5 separate regions of the Mus musculus genome follow, and all the other regions are linked to region 5. A link is a contact called in public Hi-C and HiChIP or PLAC-seq data. All regions are on one chromosome and are shown on one strand. Each heading gives the region's core, a stretch centred on a gene start, on an enhancer-like site or on the middle of the called end of the contact. The rest is flanking DNA. Distances are from core to core; before and after follow the strand shown.

Region 1 (2,700 bases), core at 49-2,548, 630 kb after region 5:
TTCACCAGCCTGTTCTTGCTGTGATTTTTCTAAAGGTTTCTGACAAAGTCTCTGCGGCTGGTTCAGTGTATGTTAAGAAACCGTTGTACAAGGGCTTCTTAGCACCAGGCTGACAAGCAGTCCTGCAGGAAGGACAAAAGAGCCCACAGAAACCTGCCTCACTCTTTCCCCTGCACTCTGATCTCACAGTGATCACTGGACGCTGACCATCCCATAACTGGCCCTTAAGTGCACAGAAAACACCCCTGGCTGTCAGCTGTGGGTGCTCGCCTGTGTTCTCATGGGTAGTGGTGGCAGGTGGTCGTCATCCTCAGCTACAGTCACACGAGCCTTGTTCAGAACTCAGGGACCAGGTGTCTTCTGCAGATCGGAGGTGGGGATTTTGATAGGTGTTGCTGTGACCAGTCTGTATGTTACAGAACACCTCCAGCAAGGCGGTGGAGACAGCCCATGTGATCACACACTTAGTATTTCTGCAGCCACGCGCTCAATACTCCTTCTGAATCAAAGGCTATGAATAACCACAGGTCAGCCGGAGCGAGCCACTGCCGCTAAGTGTGTTCAAGAGAAAGTGACAAGGTCAACTTTTTGACTCGCAGAGCTCTAGACTCAGAAATGGTGGGGAAGGCACGATCCCTTGGAAAGCCTGACCCTGCAAAACCCTGTCAGCTGACAGCGTGCCTCTCTAATTCATTCTGCCCTGCAGCAGGTGAGCATCCAGTGTGCTGCGCCTTCCTTAAGTTCCCAGTGTCAGGGGCTGAGTCTTACAAGCATCAGTTTCCCATGGAGCATGAAGCCTAGGGGCTGGCAGGATGGCTTAATGGGTGAAGGCACTTGCTGCCAAGTCTGATGACCTGGGTTCAATCCCCAGGATGTACACGGTGGAGAGGACCAACTCTTAAAAGTTGTCCTCTGACCTGCAAACACTCGCCATGGCTAGTGCATTACCCACCTCCCACCCCGCTCCCAACCCCACTGCCACAGACAATGTTTTGTTGCTGTTGTTGTTGTTTTTAGAAGCCTGCTTCTGCTGTTGCTGGCATGTGTGTTTCCAGTTTCAGCCCACTTTAAAGAAATGTCACAGGACAGAGTACTGCACCCTAGTCACACACCCACACGCACCACTGATTAGGCATCAAGGGAAGGGCAAGGGCAGTGAGCATGAAAAGTCTAATCCTGCACCTGCACCTCGGTTCCAGAGCAGCAAGTGCTAAGGGACAAAATTTCCTACCACAATTCTGTGAGCCTAGGGTTTGAATTCACACTAGACCCGGGACAAGGCAAGCCATCCAGGTTGGTGGCGCCCCCTCGTGGTTTGTAGAAGCAACTACAAGTGCTATCTACAAGTAAGGTATCTCGAAATGTCCCCTAGAAGGGGGAAAAATGCCACCAGTTGAAAGCCACTGATTGAGATCCTCAAATCTTTGCATATAACAATGATGCGGCCCAAATATATAACACATATGAATTAAATGAATAGAAACAAAGGTGGAATAGAAAAAAATAGCAAAAGTATAAGACACTATCAAAAGTTATAGCCAGAAGCTTGGTTAAGATCAAGGTTTCTGGAAATGAAAAATATACGCAGTGAACATGGATAAAGAAGAAATTAATGAGTTAGAAGGCAACTTTGAAGAAATCACATCAAGTGCATCAAGAAGGCAAAAGCTAGGGCCTGGGGAGATGGCTCAGTGGTTAGGAACACTGACTGTTCTTCCAGAGGTCCTGAGTTCAATTCCCAGCAACCACACGGTGGCTCACAAACATCCGTGAAGTGATCAGATGCCCTCTTCTGGTGTGTCTGAAGACAGCTACCGTGTACTTATATACATAAAATAAATAAATAAATAATTCTTTTTTTTTTAAAGAAAGCAAAAACTAAACATAAAAATGTACCAGAGAGGCTAAAAGTTAGGGCTCTGTGGTCGTCTGTGTCTAAAATGACCAACTTGGGGGAAGGGCTCAAGGAGAATAAATGGGATGGGAAGGGGTGGTGTTTAAAAGGATAATGCCAGAGAGACACGCTTGGGTTCTCACAGCAGTGAGTATGATGGGTGCCAGGTGGTGTGGAGGTGCCGCTTTCTGTGAGTTGGATGTAGAAAAGAAGGGCTGAGAACTGAGAGTGAGTGCCCATCTAACCCACAGGTCCCTTTAAGGGCTGCCCTGTATGGCACCAGGGACCACAGAGTCCCAAAAGGCACTTCATCGTGGGAACAACTGACTGGAGCGTGGCTTTGGAGGGCAGGCTCTTCCAAAGCTGAGGCGAGAGACCTTGATATGAGGCCTGTGTTCTACAGAGCAGCCAGGTGGGCTCTCTGGGGGTAGATTCAGGAAGACGGGGGTTGAGGAGGGGGCAAGGCAGTGTTCCACACAGGGAGAAGGATGAAAAAGAAATACATGGGCAACCCTGAACACTGTGCACCATGATGAGGGACATTTAAGGGAGCTGTCTCAGCCTGATGAGTGGCCAGAGAGGCCATTCTAGAAAGGTCCCTTGAGCAATACGTTGGGGTGCTTGGACTTGAAACGGTGCTAGCCTTTGACAAACTACAACCTGCAGGCCACAGCTGGTTTACTGCTGTTTTTGTAAATAAAGCTTTATTGGAACACAGCCCTGCTCATCCACCCAGCTCATTCACAGATCCCTGAGGTGTCTCCGAGTTGTAAGAACGATACACGGCTGGGAAAATGAATTTTGAA
Region 2 (2,700 bases), core at 91-2,590, 610 kb after region 5:
ATATAGCTGCCCAGCCTGTCGCTGCACCACTGAGGTGTTGGCTGTGCCATCAGGCTCCCCTTTTTGGAGCTGAGCACCTCCTGTTAGCCTGGGAGCCCTGCCTTTTTAAGTACAGTGGTTAAATGGGAGTAGTACATTGGTAGAAAGAGCTCAGTGGGAGACATCAGGATCTGAGAGACCATTGACAAGACTGTCTGAATCCCTTCCCTCTCTTGAAAACTCACCATACATTTGTTTGTTTGTTTGTTTGTTTGTTTGTTTGAAGCAAAATACTTTTCAACACCTGTGCTTCCAGAGTTCTAAATCAGCATGTGGATTTTGGGGGTGGCAGGGTGTGTGTGACAATGGTGACCATGGGTATGGCAGGTGGCATCCTAGGATCTGTTGGGTCTCTCTGTTCTCTCCCCAGATGGGGTTCCCCCCGGCTTCAGCTCAGTGCTGGCACCTAGAGATGCCAGGTGGAATCCCAATACTTTTCCTGGCAGGAGCAGCCTGGGCCCAGACACTTTGCACCTTGTTCCTGGCGGGAGAGAAAGATTCTCGCTTCCCCTTCTAGAAGCCTCCATTCCTTCCCCGTGTACACAGTGTGTCAGCCTGTCCCAAGCTGGCGAAAATCAGCAGCGTCATTATCCCTCTGTTGAGGGCTGCACACCCTATTCATGCCACTTAAGACACTAGATAAACGGCTTCTTCATTCCATAATGAAAGGAATATTTCATTTTTGCAGAGCTGGGGAGCCATTTATGGAGCGTAGGAAAACATTTATCCTGTGTTTTGGTAATAAACTGATCTGGAAGTTGGTTCTTTAGGCAGTGGCTGGGGTGTGATTCAGTGTTCTCTGAAGCTGGTGTGGGTAGGAATGGAGGAGTGTGGGGCGTGAAGTGTGGGGAGACACAAGGCCCCCAAACACCCTTTTTACTTACTGAGTTAACTTGTTGGAGACAATCCTATTGGGTGCCTGTCATTGTTATTCCAAGTTCACAGCTGGGTAAACTGAGGCAAGGAAAGGCTTTGGAACTTTCTCCAGTGGTAGGGCCAGCATCTGGTAGAGTTGTACATGAAAATACAAGCAGTCTGCCTCCAGAACTCACTTTCTTAAATACTGCCAGGGATTTGTTCTTAGCCTAAGAAAAGTCTAGAACATAGAATATACCAAGAGGAGATGAAGGGAGGGGTGTAGTTTATATAAAACCGGGAGCATGCTCCATCTTGGTATCTACTTTGTTTTGCTACAAAGGCTGTGGGTCTCCAGAGACAGGACGTGAGGGCCTTGCCTCAGGGTCCCTTTAGCTCCCTGGGAGGACACCTGCAGTCCTGGCCTCTGCTGCTCTAGACTGTCACTGTGGCCCTGCACAGGGCTTTGCTAGCAGCCCCTACTTGTGAGCTTTATGGGGGACTGGCAGACCAGAAATGCAAACCTCAACCCATTCCCCCCAGTCCCGAGGCTTCCTGCAGTTTCTGCTTCATCGCCCTCCTTTCTGCCACTCCTTGCCAGCGGTCAGACCTCACCTGCCCTATCCAGAAGCAAGAGCTGTTCCCAGGAAGAACCAGAAATGGCTTGGATGAACATTTAGTGACATCTCATTCCTGCCAAAAACAGACAAGCAGAGAAATGTTGTAAAATCACAATAACGTGCCCTTCCTTATTAAACCCCAGGCCTGCCATCTGCTGCAGAGACAGAATAACAAGACAAACAAAACAAAATAATGCCCAAAGAGGCAAAAGCAACACACATATATCCTCAACACACACACACACACACACGACAGACAGACAGACAGACAGACAGACAGACAGACAGATGCAGTAATAACACTGAGCTCACAGAGTTCATCTTTCTGGCTGTTCCCATGGTTCTAGCATAGTCTAGAAGAATGGAGAGTTGATTCCTCCCCAGTCAGAGGCCCTGGGCCTCAGTCCCACTCATATCCCTGCAGTTTCTTGTGTAAGTCATTTCCTCCCCTTCCCTAGGCCTTTAGATAGTAATGAGGTTTCCGAGCTGATGTTGGCACTCAGGCTTGCATGTTGTGCTGGTTGTTTGTTGTTGTTTGGTTGGTTGGTTTGGTTTTTTGTTTGTTTGTTTGTTTGGGTTGACACAAGCTACCGTCATCAGGGAAAGAGGGCACCTCAACGGAGAAAATGCCTCTCTAAGGATGGCCTAGAAGCAATGTGAGGCATTTTCTTAATGATTGATGCGTGAGGGCTGGGCTCCCGGTGGGTGGTGCCACCCCTGCATAGGTCGTCCTGAGTAGTATAAGAAGAGCAAGCTGAGGAGGGAGCGACAGAGGAAGAGCAAGCCTGTAAGCATCATTCCACCGTTCTTGCCTTGACGGTGTGAATGGACAGTTATGGAGACACGTGAGCCAAGCAAACTCTTTCCTCCCCAGGTTGCTTTGAGTCAATGTTTTATCAGAGCAATGGAAGGCAAATGAGAACACATGCCTGTGAAGGGCAGAGGACAGTGTGTGTGTGTGTGTGTGTGTGTGTGTGTGTGTGTGTGTGTGTACACCAGTGTGCACAGCAGTGGTCAGCCCACATGTCCTCCTCACTCACGTTGCATCTTATGTTTTGAGGCAGGCTCTTTCTGAATCTGAAGCTCTTGTTCAGCTAAACTGGCTGAGCAGCAAGTCCCAGGAATCCTCCTGCCTCCACCTTTCCAGTGCTGGTAATTACATATCAGCACAACCAGCTTTATGTGG
Region 3 (2,700 bases), core at 186-2,685, 780 kb after region 5:
GGCTTACAAAGGCTCTGCGGCTGAAACTCTGGTCCCCGTGTTTACAGAGAGAGCACTGTGTATCCATTGAGTCACCTCTCCTTTAACACTCCTACTCTTTCCCAACCCTTATCGTGCCCACATTCTTTTCTTGGCATCTATGTCTGGTGAGACTCAAACAAAGACAGTGTGAGAGTCATGAAAGTAGATTCTAGAAACCCAGAGACACAGGGCAGACCAGTGGACAGGAATATCTTCCGAACCAAACTCACTTTCAGGAGTAAAGCTGTGTCCACTTGCAAAAGCGTGCATCACATCTGGGCTTGTATCACATCTGGGCTTGCCAATGGTTGGCCATCCCTTGTAGGAGGAGGGGCAGAGAGGACACAGCCCTTTCTCTAACCAGTTATGCACAATTCTGTCCTGATTGCACATGACCTCAGGAAAAGGCAAGAAGTCTACAGGCTGGGAGGGACTAGGGACAGGCTCAATCTGCATCTCCGTGTAGGAGTTACCATGCCTGCTGGGTGCAGACTTTCCAGTGTGGCAGCTTTAAGGCCACTCGTGCTGCCCATAACCCTTTATTTACTGATCTGTTAGTAATCCTAATAAACTTGTTGGTTTCTCAGAGTGAACTTGGGCTGAGTCATACCTATTTGTTATTAGGGCCTTTTGAAGAGGGGATGTACATAGGATGTGTTGCCTAGTCCTCCCAACCCCCACAAGGAAATCCTCATAACAAATAGCCATGTAATTCCCCCAGGCTGGGGAGCCAGACAGACTGTGTTTGAATCTGCCTCACTAGTATGCAAATATTTAATGCTAACATTACTGCTATTTATAGACTCAAGAAAGAGGCTCAGGAGAAGCAGAGCTGGGAACTCTAGAAAAGGAAGATAGTTCCAGAAGGATGGGGGATGTCTTCCAATTATGAGAAGACAGAAATAAGTCATTTTACAGAAGCAATTGCAGAGATCCTGTGTTTTCCCATGATGCTTCAGGGGAGTCAAGGTTTTTGTTTTGTTTTTAAAGGACAGAGGGCAAGAGATCCAGCCAAAAGAGATAGAGAACCAAGTTCCCCACCCTCAGCCTGTAAGGTGAGTGATGGAGTGGCCAAATCCCAGAATGTGCTGTGGCTTGTAAATTCCCGAGGACAATAGAAAGGGCTTTGTTAGGATGTGTTCCAACACAGCCAAGAATGAGGGAAGAGCGTGCCAGTGCTGAGGCAGAGAGAGCCGAGCATCTGTCTGACCTCTGTCTTCTTCCTCAGGTGAATTGGCTGAGAACACAAAAGGTGAAGACAGGCAGAGTCAAGAAGAAATCAACACTAGATTAAGGGGCCTAACAGGCTTCCTGGCTGAACAAGGTCACCAGCCAGAAACAGCAGCAGCCAGCAAGGCCTTGGCTCCTAAGCTGACAAGCTCTCCGTAACAAGGAACCTCTTCAGGGCTCTGTTCTCAGTCCCAGCTGTTTTTTCTGAACAACTGAATGAAGATCAGCACAGAACTCAGTACAGAAAGGGCCTGACACCGGCTATTGTCAACATGGGACAATGTTACACCCGATCTCCCTCCCTCCCTAATCCGTGCCTTGCCAAAAGCCTTTGGGCAATGCCTGGAGACCACTTTGGGCTACAACAGATGTGTAGGGGGGACTGTTGGTGTCCAGCAGATAGAAACTGGGTGTGCTGCATTACTTCCCACTGTGCTAAGTGAAGATCCCCACAGGAAAAACTGACTTAGCCCAGCATGTCAGTACCGATGACACTCAAGAATCCTTAGTCTAAACAAATGATTGTAGAATGAATGAATGAATGAATGAATGAATGAATGTGACTCAGCACTGTTGTGAGCCTAGGAATGCAGATGGGCAAAATGGTCTCTCCCTTAAGAGCTCCCACTCTAGAACAGGATAGAAGTCCAGCTAGGACATGAGGTGGAGCTAAAGGGTAAGTGGGGGTGTGGCATGTTCTTGGCAGGTTGTGAACACCACATGTAACTCGGTGTGCTTAGACTGCAGCTGGAAAGAGAGAGCAACTGAGGCAGGCTGAGGACGGGCTGAGTGCTAGCTACAGTAAGACCCTAGGTGCTGTCCTCCAGGCATACGGCTCAGGAAAGCTACTGAGCATGGTAACATGGTCAGATCTTGTTCACAGTAAATATACTTAGTAGCTCTGGTTGAAAAATTCTTCCCTCCAGCCAAGAATTAGCACAGTAATCTCATCCATAAATCTACCAGGATGACCTCATGCACCAAACAGTAGAATATGCTGGAACCTTGGAGAATACCCTGGAACACTCTGCCCATGGAGATGTGTCAGATTATTTTCTAAGTACAATTCAGTAATTTTTAATAAATCTGCAGAATTGTGCAATGATCGCTATAATCCAGTTTTAGAATATTTCTGTCACCCCAATTACTCCCCTGTGTGCATTTATACTCAATCACCACTCCTAACCCCAGCCCGAGGCAGTTACCAATCTGCTGTCTATCTCGTCGTAGCTGCCATTTCAAGACAATTCAGATGAATGGAACCATGCAACCCCTGCTTTTGCGCCTGCAGCTTCTCTCACTTAGCGTGAATCAGTAGTTCGTCCCTCTTTATCGCCGAGTGATACCTCAGTCCCATACCTATGTAAAAGTCTATGCTGGTTATAGAATGAAGGATGGAGCAGGGGAGGGGGGGGGAGAGGGAGAGGGAGAGGGAGAGGGAGAGGGAGA
Region 4 (2,700 bases), core at 101-2,600, 660 kb after region 5:
AGCCAGAAGCAGTCTTCGGATCCCCTGAGACTGGGGTTATGGATAATGGTGGGTGCTTGTCTTAGTGTTTCATTGCTGTGAAGAGACACCATGGCCACAGCAAGTCTTGTAAAGGAAGACTCCGGAATTGGGGCTGGCTTAGAGTTTCAGAGGTTTAGTCCATTATCGTCATGGTGGGAAGCATGGCAGTGTGCAGGCAGACACGGTGCTGCAGGCAGCAAGGAGAGACTATGTGCCACACAGCATAGTGTGAGCATATAAGCCCTCAAAGCTCATCTCCACAGGAACATACTTTCTACAAAAGCTCACACCTACCCCAACAAGGCCACGCTTCCTGATAGTGACACTCCCTATGACCAAGCACTCAAACACATGAGTCCATAGAGGCCATTCCTATTCAAACCACCACAGTGTTGGAACTGAACCCGAGTCCTTGACCAAGCACCAATTCATTGCAGTTATTTTCACCATCAAGTACTTTTGCTTTACCATCCTAAGTGTCTTCGGACCCAAGCCCCTGACCGTGTTACAGTTACATTGAATTCGTCATTCCCCACATGGTTCTCTGCACCCTCTGGCACCTGCTGCTCCCTCCACCCCATCCCTCTTCCCACTCAGATTCCACCCTTGCCGGCCTTAGAGACATTGCCTAGATGCCCAGTCTATGGCTATCCATGCAACCCTGGGTCCCAGTGCCGATTTATGGTGGATGTCATGCTGAGATGGTACCCGTGAATGACCCAACAGAGATGGGGTCCCAGTTCCCTGAGAGCAGAGACATATCTCTCCACACACGTGTACACACCACACTAGCAGTGCCTGTGCCTGCACACATACACAGACACACATGGACAGATTCACCTTCCTGTCTCTGGAGCAGAAGGACACTTGGTTCTGCCTTCAGGAAGGGCCATCAGACACCCGCAGACAGACTTTCCCCTGTGTGTGTGTGGCTCCAAACCTAGGCTGTGTTTCTGAAGCAGAAAGTGAGAAGAAACTACCCTTGTGATTGGGAGCCCTCAGGCCACGGCCACTGTGTGTCATCTAAAGGAGAACTGAAACTCAGAGTCCCAAATAGAGAAAAGAGAAGCAACGCGGCCAAGCCTGCCCATCCCCTCAGCACAGCAAAGTAAATCCAGTGGTTTGCTCCTTTTTTTTTTTTTTTTTTTTTTTTTCTGCTGTGCTAGCTGTAGGGCTGTAGGATGAGCAAGCCAGAAAGTTCACTGGGGTAATCCCAACACAGGTCACTGGCCTCTGTCTGGTGACTTCAACAGGATCTCATAACTACTCCCCAACCCCTGGCATCCCTCTCCTGGCCTTTGCTTCCCTCTGCTAGGTCCAAGTCAAAACAGTTCCCCTACTAGAGGCCTGGCCCAGCCAGCCCATCACCAGAGCATAGGGCACAGGCCAGAACCAGAGCTTGCGACATGATTCACTTTGTCTGTGGACAGATTGATGCAACTGTGGGTGAGAAGTCGTTCTTCAAATGGAAAAAAAAAAAAACCTGGCTACAATGCAGGGAAAGGTGGGGCTGGGGCTGTATCGGAGCTGCAGGGGCAAAGCTCCACAGTCTCCCCCCACCCCCCCACCCCCTACACACCCCCATCCCAGGCTTGGGCTTTCAAAAGCAACCCTGCTGAGGAGTGTGTATCTTCTACCTAGAAAGATACATTGGGTGAAGAAGGAAAAAGCTCTTGGGTAAAGGGCCCCAGCAGAATGGAGCTCTCTCCCTGGGCAGCCAGCATGTGGCTACACATGATTCTGTTTTTAAATTAGCGCATAATGTGTTAGAAGCCAGTAGGATATCTTCTAACAAAGTGTGAGTCCCTTCCCCTCCCAACCACACTAGCAGTTCCTCTTCCTCCCTTGTGGCTGCCTCTGATCTCTTTCCCCTTTCAAGCGCCAAGTGTCCTGACCCCCGTCCTTTCTCATTACCTAATATTACTTCTCTTGGCCGTCTCTCTAGACTTTTAGATTTTACCCATGCGAATGCCTGTGCATATGTTCACATATGAAGGAAAATGTGTTTTCTGTCTAAGTTTGGGTTTAGCATTGTTTAGCGTTATACTTCCCAGATCCATCCATTTTCCTGAAAATTCTGTGACATCATTTTTCTTCACCACTGCATACTATTTCATCATGTATATGTGCCAGATCCCCATTATCCACTCATCGGTTGATGGACGCATAGGCTGGTCACGTTTCCCTGTTATTGTGAACATAGCAATGGTATGCACATAGGCATGCACACGAGTGTGCAAATGTCTCTGTGGTAGGATATGGAGTGCTTTGGAGTCTAGGAATGCTAGAGCCAGGACACATGATTGTTTTATTTTTAATGTCTGGGGTTTTTTTTTGTTTTTTGAGAAAACTCCAAACTGGTTTGCACAATGGTTGTGCTGACTTGCACTCCTGCCAAGAGTAATGAAGGACCCTTCCCTTCCTCTCCAACCTTTGGGGTCAGATTTCTTAATGGTATCCCTTCTGACTGATGTGAGCAGGTGTCTCAAAGAAGGGCTTTTTTCTTTCAAGATTTTTTTTTGTTTGTTTGTTTGTTTGTATGAGTATTTTGCCTGCATGGATGTATATGTACCACATGGGTGCAGTGCCCGTGGAGGCCAGAAGAGGGCGTTGGATCCCCTGAAACTGGAGCTGTACTCCATTGTGAACTGCCGTCTGGGTGCTGGGAACTGAGCCCAG
Region 5 (2,700 bases), core at 179-2,678:
CCCCTCATTTCCTGTAGAAGAGCTGGGGCCCAGTGAGAGGAAGTTACTTCCCTGCTACAAGGGAGCCTTTCTGGGGTGGTGTGGGTCTCCCCCCCAACCAGGACTCTGTCGTTCATTTCCATCTCCAGCACTCAGCAGAACTCTGGGAGGCCAACCTTTCAAGGGCCAGCAGCACACACTCCTCAGTGCTCCTTCTTAGGCCACTCTGAGTTCCTAATATGGCATCAGTCATCCCAAGAGGAGCTCTAGGAGGCACCAGAAACTCTGGGCATTGCTACTGTGGTACCTGCAGGTGATCCTGGCTCTGCTGCTGCTGCTGGAGCAGAGGAGGCTGGCTGTGTGCTGCTTGCTTTCCTCCAGCTTGCTGTATTTTGTGTGTGTGTGTGTGTGTGTGTGTGTGTGTGTGAGGGGTGTACCTATTGTTTTCTTATGTCTGGGGAAGACCAGGAAGGACAGTTGTTTCTCTTTTACACATACACACACACACACACACACACACACACACACACACACACACAGAGAGAGAGAGACAGAGAGACAGAGAGACAGAGAGACAGAGAGACAGAGAGAGACAGAGACAGACAGAGACAGACAGAGACAGAGACAGAGAGACAGAGAAGAGAGATGGGGTGGGGTGGGGGACAGGGAGGAGTGGGGGTTAGAGGAAGAATTGGGGATGGGGTGGAGAGGTGGGGCATATTTCTGAGTCAGTTGCAGATCTGGACCCCTTGAGACAGCAAAATAATCAAAAGAGTTTCTGGGCATTCCCCGAGTCTCCAGCCTTCATCTCTGCAGCCGTTGGCTGAGCCCTAATATATGCCAAGCACTCAAACCTTTTAAACCTTGTGGCCCTATGCTGAAAGAGGAGTTGTTGTTATTCTCAGGAAACGAAGGCCTGGGCTTGAAACATCCACAAAATACCAAGGCCTCCAGTTTACAGGTGGAGGAGCCTCAACTCAGATCTGGCTACCACGGTAGACATCTGTGCTCCAGTTCCTGAGGAAGAGGAGCCCTTCTCGCTGAGTGTGAGCTGAATGTGGTCTCACCTGCTTCACACCTTATCTGAAGTTGCACAATGCTATTTGTCCCCAGCCATGTCAGTAGCTTTCCTGAAAGTGCCCAACCCCAACCTACTCTCCTCCCCCCCCGCCCCCCCCGCCCCCCCCCACCCCCACCCCCACCCCCACCCCACCCCCACCCCCGTCTCCTTCCAAGACTTCTGGGGATGCATTGTACCAGTGACTCTCCACCAAGGTCCTGGGAGGCTGTGTGGCAAGCTGATGTTCCCCGGCTGATTCTGGTTTTGTTTTTGTTTTTAGGTTTTTTTTTTTTTTTCTGGCCTGCTTCCTGCCACAAACTCTCTCTCCCTAGAAACCATCAAGTTGAGGCCCCTCCCTCACCCTAGAAGTAGCTCAGATGTGGAGAGCGTACTTCCTCATCTCAGGCTGTGGGGTTGCCTCCCTGTCTCTGTCTCTAGGGCACAGAATGCACACTGGACCCAGAACGTGGAAACATAGGGCTTCTCTTCCATTCACGACTGCTGTGGCGTTGTTGCCCTTACTGGCTGAGTCCTTGCTCCGGGGTGTCCCTGGGGACAGACACAAAGCCAAATGTGGAAAAGGAGTAAGCTCTTCCTCTGTCTAGCCTCCCCACTTTAGAGATGAGATCAGAAGGAGAGAAAGAATTGACCCAGTCTATAAGCCTGCATAGACATTACAGACACAGCTGAGACTGGGTAACGCCGCAGGGGCTGCAGTTGTCTGCAGACGAGAGACTGACAACCTGGGATCCTTGCACAGCAGGCAGGCGTGGGCCAGTTCACTGGAGCAACATCATAAGCTCCCCAAGGGGATGGGGAATCCGATGGAAAGGAGCTTAGTAGCTTCAGCACCTAAAACTAAGAACTGTGGTCTCTAAGGCTCCTTGCATCTGGGATAATGGGGAATGCCTGCCAGCGGTAGAGAGAGCCTTCTGCACAAAGAGGGCTACTGGCCGTCAACCAGTATGCCCTCTGAAGTGAAGGGCTGGACCCCTTCAAAAGTCACCTCTATTATGTTATCATTGAAGTTAGTGTATGTGGACGCACATTCTGTAGTGTGTGTGTGTGTGTGTGTGTGTGTGTGTGTGTGTGTGTAGGCAGAGACAATGTTGTGGAGTTGGTTTTCTCCTGCTACCTTTACATGAGTTCCAGGGGTGGGCGTTTGGTCATCAGGCCATGTCAGGGTAAACTCCATTCACTAGCTGAGTCACTGCCTCAGCCCGGGTCTGAGCCTCTTAATATACCCTGTGGGTTCAGTGTCTGAGTCCATGAGGGGTCCCTACATAGAGAGAATCTCAGGCCTAGGAGATGGGTATAGAACATTGCAGAAGCTCAGCAGGAATTGGTGCCAGAGCCATCTTGGTTTGGTTCAAGGACTGTGGCCTATACACCTCTGTGTCCTTGGGATCTTGGAGAATGGAGTCCAGTGGTCCTGTCTCGTGAGGTGAACAGATCTGTCATTTCATTCTGGCCTCTCCTCTACTTGGCTGTGTCCATGGGTGTGTGACCTGTCACCTGAGTGGGGTTTTGCACTCCCATCCTGGCAGCAGCAACTCCGCCCCTGTGAGGTCTTATGCAGATACGTGACGCTCTTGACCTGAAGCTGAGGGCGGAAGTGGTTTGAATCCCACATCTTGATTTACTGGGTGGGGTAGTCACCC

Evidence for each region. Hi-C and Micro-C count contacts between places; a contact is called where the count stands out from the background. HiChIP or PLAC-seq counts read pairs in DNA pulled down with a chosen protein or histone mark.
Region 1: a Hi-C map of bone marrow-derived macrophages shows a contact between it and region 5, with 20 read pairs. The contact joins two enhancer-like sites. A contact is called at or near these places in 3 of 39 promoter capture datasets (the C10 cell line, hippocampal neurons and pre-B cells), 5 of 15 datasets of contacts at CTCF or cohesin (embryonic stem cells, large pre-B cells, pro-B cells and 1 more), 100 of 484 Hi-C or Micro-C datasets (the 63-12 cell line, the AML12 cell line, B cells and 59 more), 21 of 115 datasets of contacts at active chromatin or transcription factors (the 230-238 cell line, T-cell acute lymphoblastic leukemia, astrocytes and 13 more) and 2 of 9 other capture datasets (embryonic stem cells and liver).
Region 2: a contact with region 5 is called in an H3K27ac HiChIP or PLAC-seq map of large pre-B cells, with 5 times the contacts expected there. The contact joins two enhancer-like sites. A contact is called at or near these places in 3 of 484 Hi-C or Micro-C datasets (bone marrow-derived macrophages, embryonic stem cells and transition I germ cells) and 3 of 115 datasets of contacts at active chromatin or transcription factors (embryonic basal ganglia, embryonic stem cells and large pre-B cells).
Region 3: a contact with region 5 is called in a Hi-C map of cortical glia, with 1.8 times the contacts expected there. The contact joins two enhancer-like sites. A contact is called at or near these places in 4 of 15 datasets of contacts at CTCF or cohesin (the NIH/3T3 cell line, large pre-B cells, pro-B cells and 1 more), 34 of 484 Hi-C or Micro-C datasets (the AML12 cell line, B cells, the C10 cell line and 22 more) and 6 of 115 datasets of contacts at active chromatin or transcription factors (astrocytes, embryonic basal ganglia, embryonic forebrain and 3 more).
Region 4: a Hi-C map of bone marrow-derived macrophages shows a contact between it and region 5, with 18 read pairs. The contact joins two enhancer-like sites. A contact is called at or near these places in 5 of 15 datasets of contacts at CTCF or cohesin (embryonic stem cells, large pre-B cells, pro-B cells and 1 more), 29 of 484 Hi-C or Micro-C datasets (the G1E-ER4 cell line, the HL-1 cell line, Th1 cells and 13 more), 14 of 115 datasets of contacts at active chromatin or transcription factors (the NIH/3T3 cell line, bone marrow-derived macrophages, a colorectal cancer cell line and 7 more) and 1 of 9 other capture datasets (embryonic stem cells).

What each region holds. Positions count from the first base shown.
Region 1 is chr9:61,045,294-61,047,993 of GRCm38.p6, reverse strand. All of the region lies in intron 1 of Gm33699 (a long non-coding RNA gene), which reads right to left. Among named protein-coding and RNA genes, the nearest start is that of Gm46116, 10 kb to the left of the region's middle. Within about 2 kb of position 1,298, at least 20 of the 459 cell types and tissues checked have an H3K27ac peak or open chromatin away from gene starts, as enhancers often do. A contact at or near this core is called in the 230-238 cell line, T-cell acute lymphoblastic leukemia, bone marrow-derived macrophages and 1 more, where this site is marked.
Region 2 is chr9:61,073,966-61,076,665 of GRCm38.p6, reverse strand. No RefSeq gene overlaps it. Among named protein-coding and RNA genes, the nearest start is that of Gm34004, 6.6 kb to the left of the region's middle. Within about 2 kb of position 1,340, at least 7 of the 459 cell types and tissues checked have an H3K27ac peak or open chromatin away from gene starts, as enhancers often do.
Region 3 is chr9:60,898,031-60,900,730 of GRCm38.p6, reverse strand. No RefSeq gene overlaps it. Among named protein-coding and RNA genes, the nearest start is that of Gm33643, 31 kb to the right of the region's middle. Within about 2 kb of position 1,435, at least 37 of the 459 cell types and tissues checked have an H3K27ac peak or open chromatin away from gene starts, as enhancers often do. A contact at or near this core is called in cortical glia, where this site is marked.
Region 4 is chr9:61,021,166-61,023,865 of GRCm38.p6, reverse strand. All of the region lies in intron 1 of Gm51680 (a long non-coding RNA gene), which reads left to right. Among named protein-coding and RNA genes, the nearest start is that of Gm5122, 5.4 kb to the right of the region's middle. Within about 2 kb of position 1,350, at least 83 of the 459 cell types and tissues checked have an H3K27ac peak or open chromatin away from gene starts, as enhancers often do. A contact at or near this core is called in bone marrow-derived macrophages, where this site is marked.
Region 5 is chr9:61,679,854-61,682,553 of GRCm38.p6, reverse strand. No RefSeq gene overlaps it. Among named protein-coding and RNA genes, the nearest start is that of Gm34770, 20 kb to the right of the region's middle. Within about 2 kb of position 1,428, at least 110 of the 459 cell types and tissues checked have an H3K27ac peak or open chromatin away from gene starts, as enhancers often do. A contact at or near this core is called in the 230-238 cell line, T-cell acute lymphoblastic leukemia, bone marrow-derived macrophages and 2 more, where this site is marked.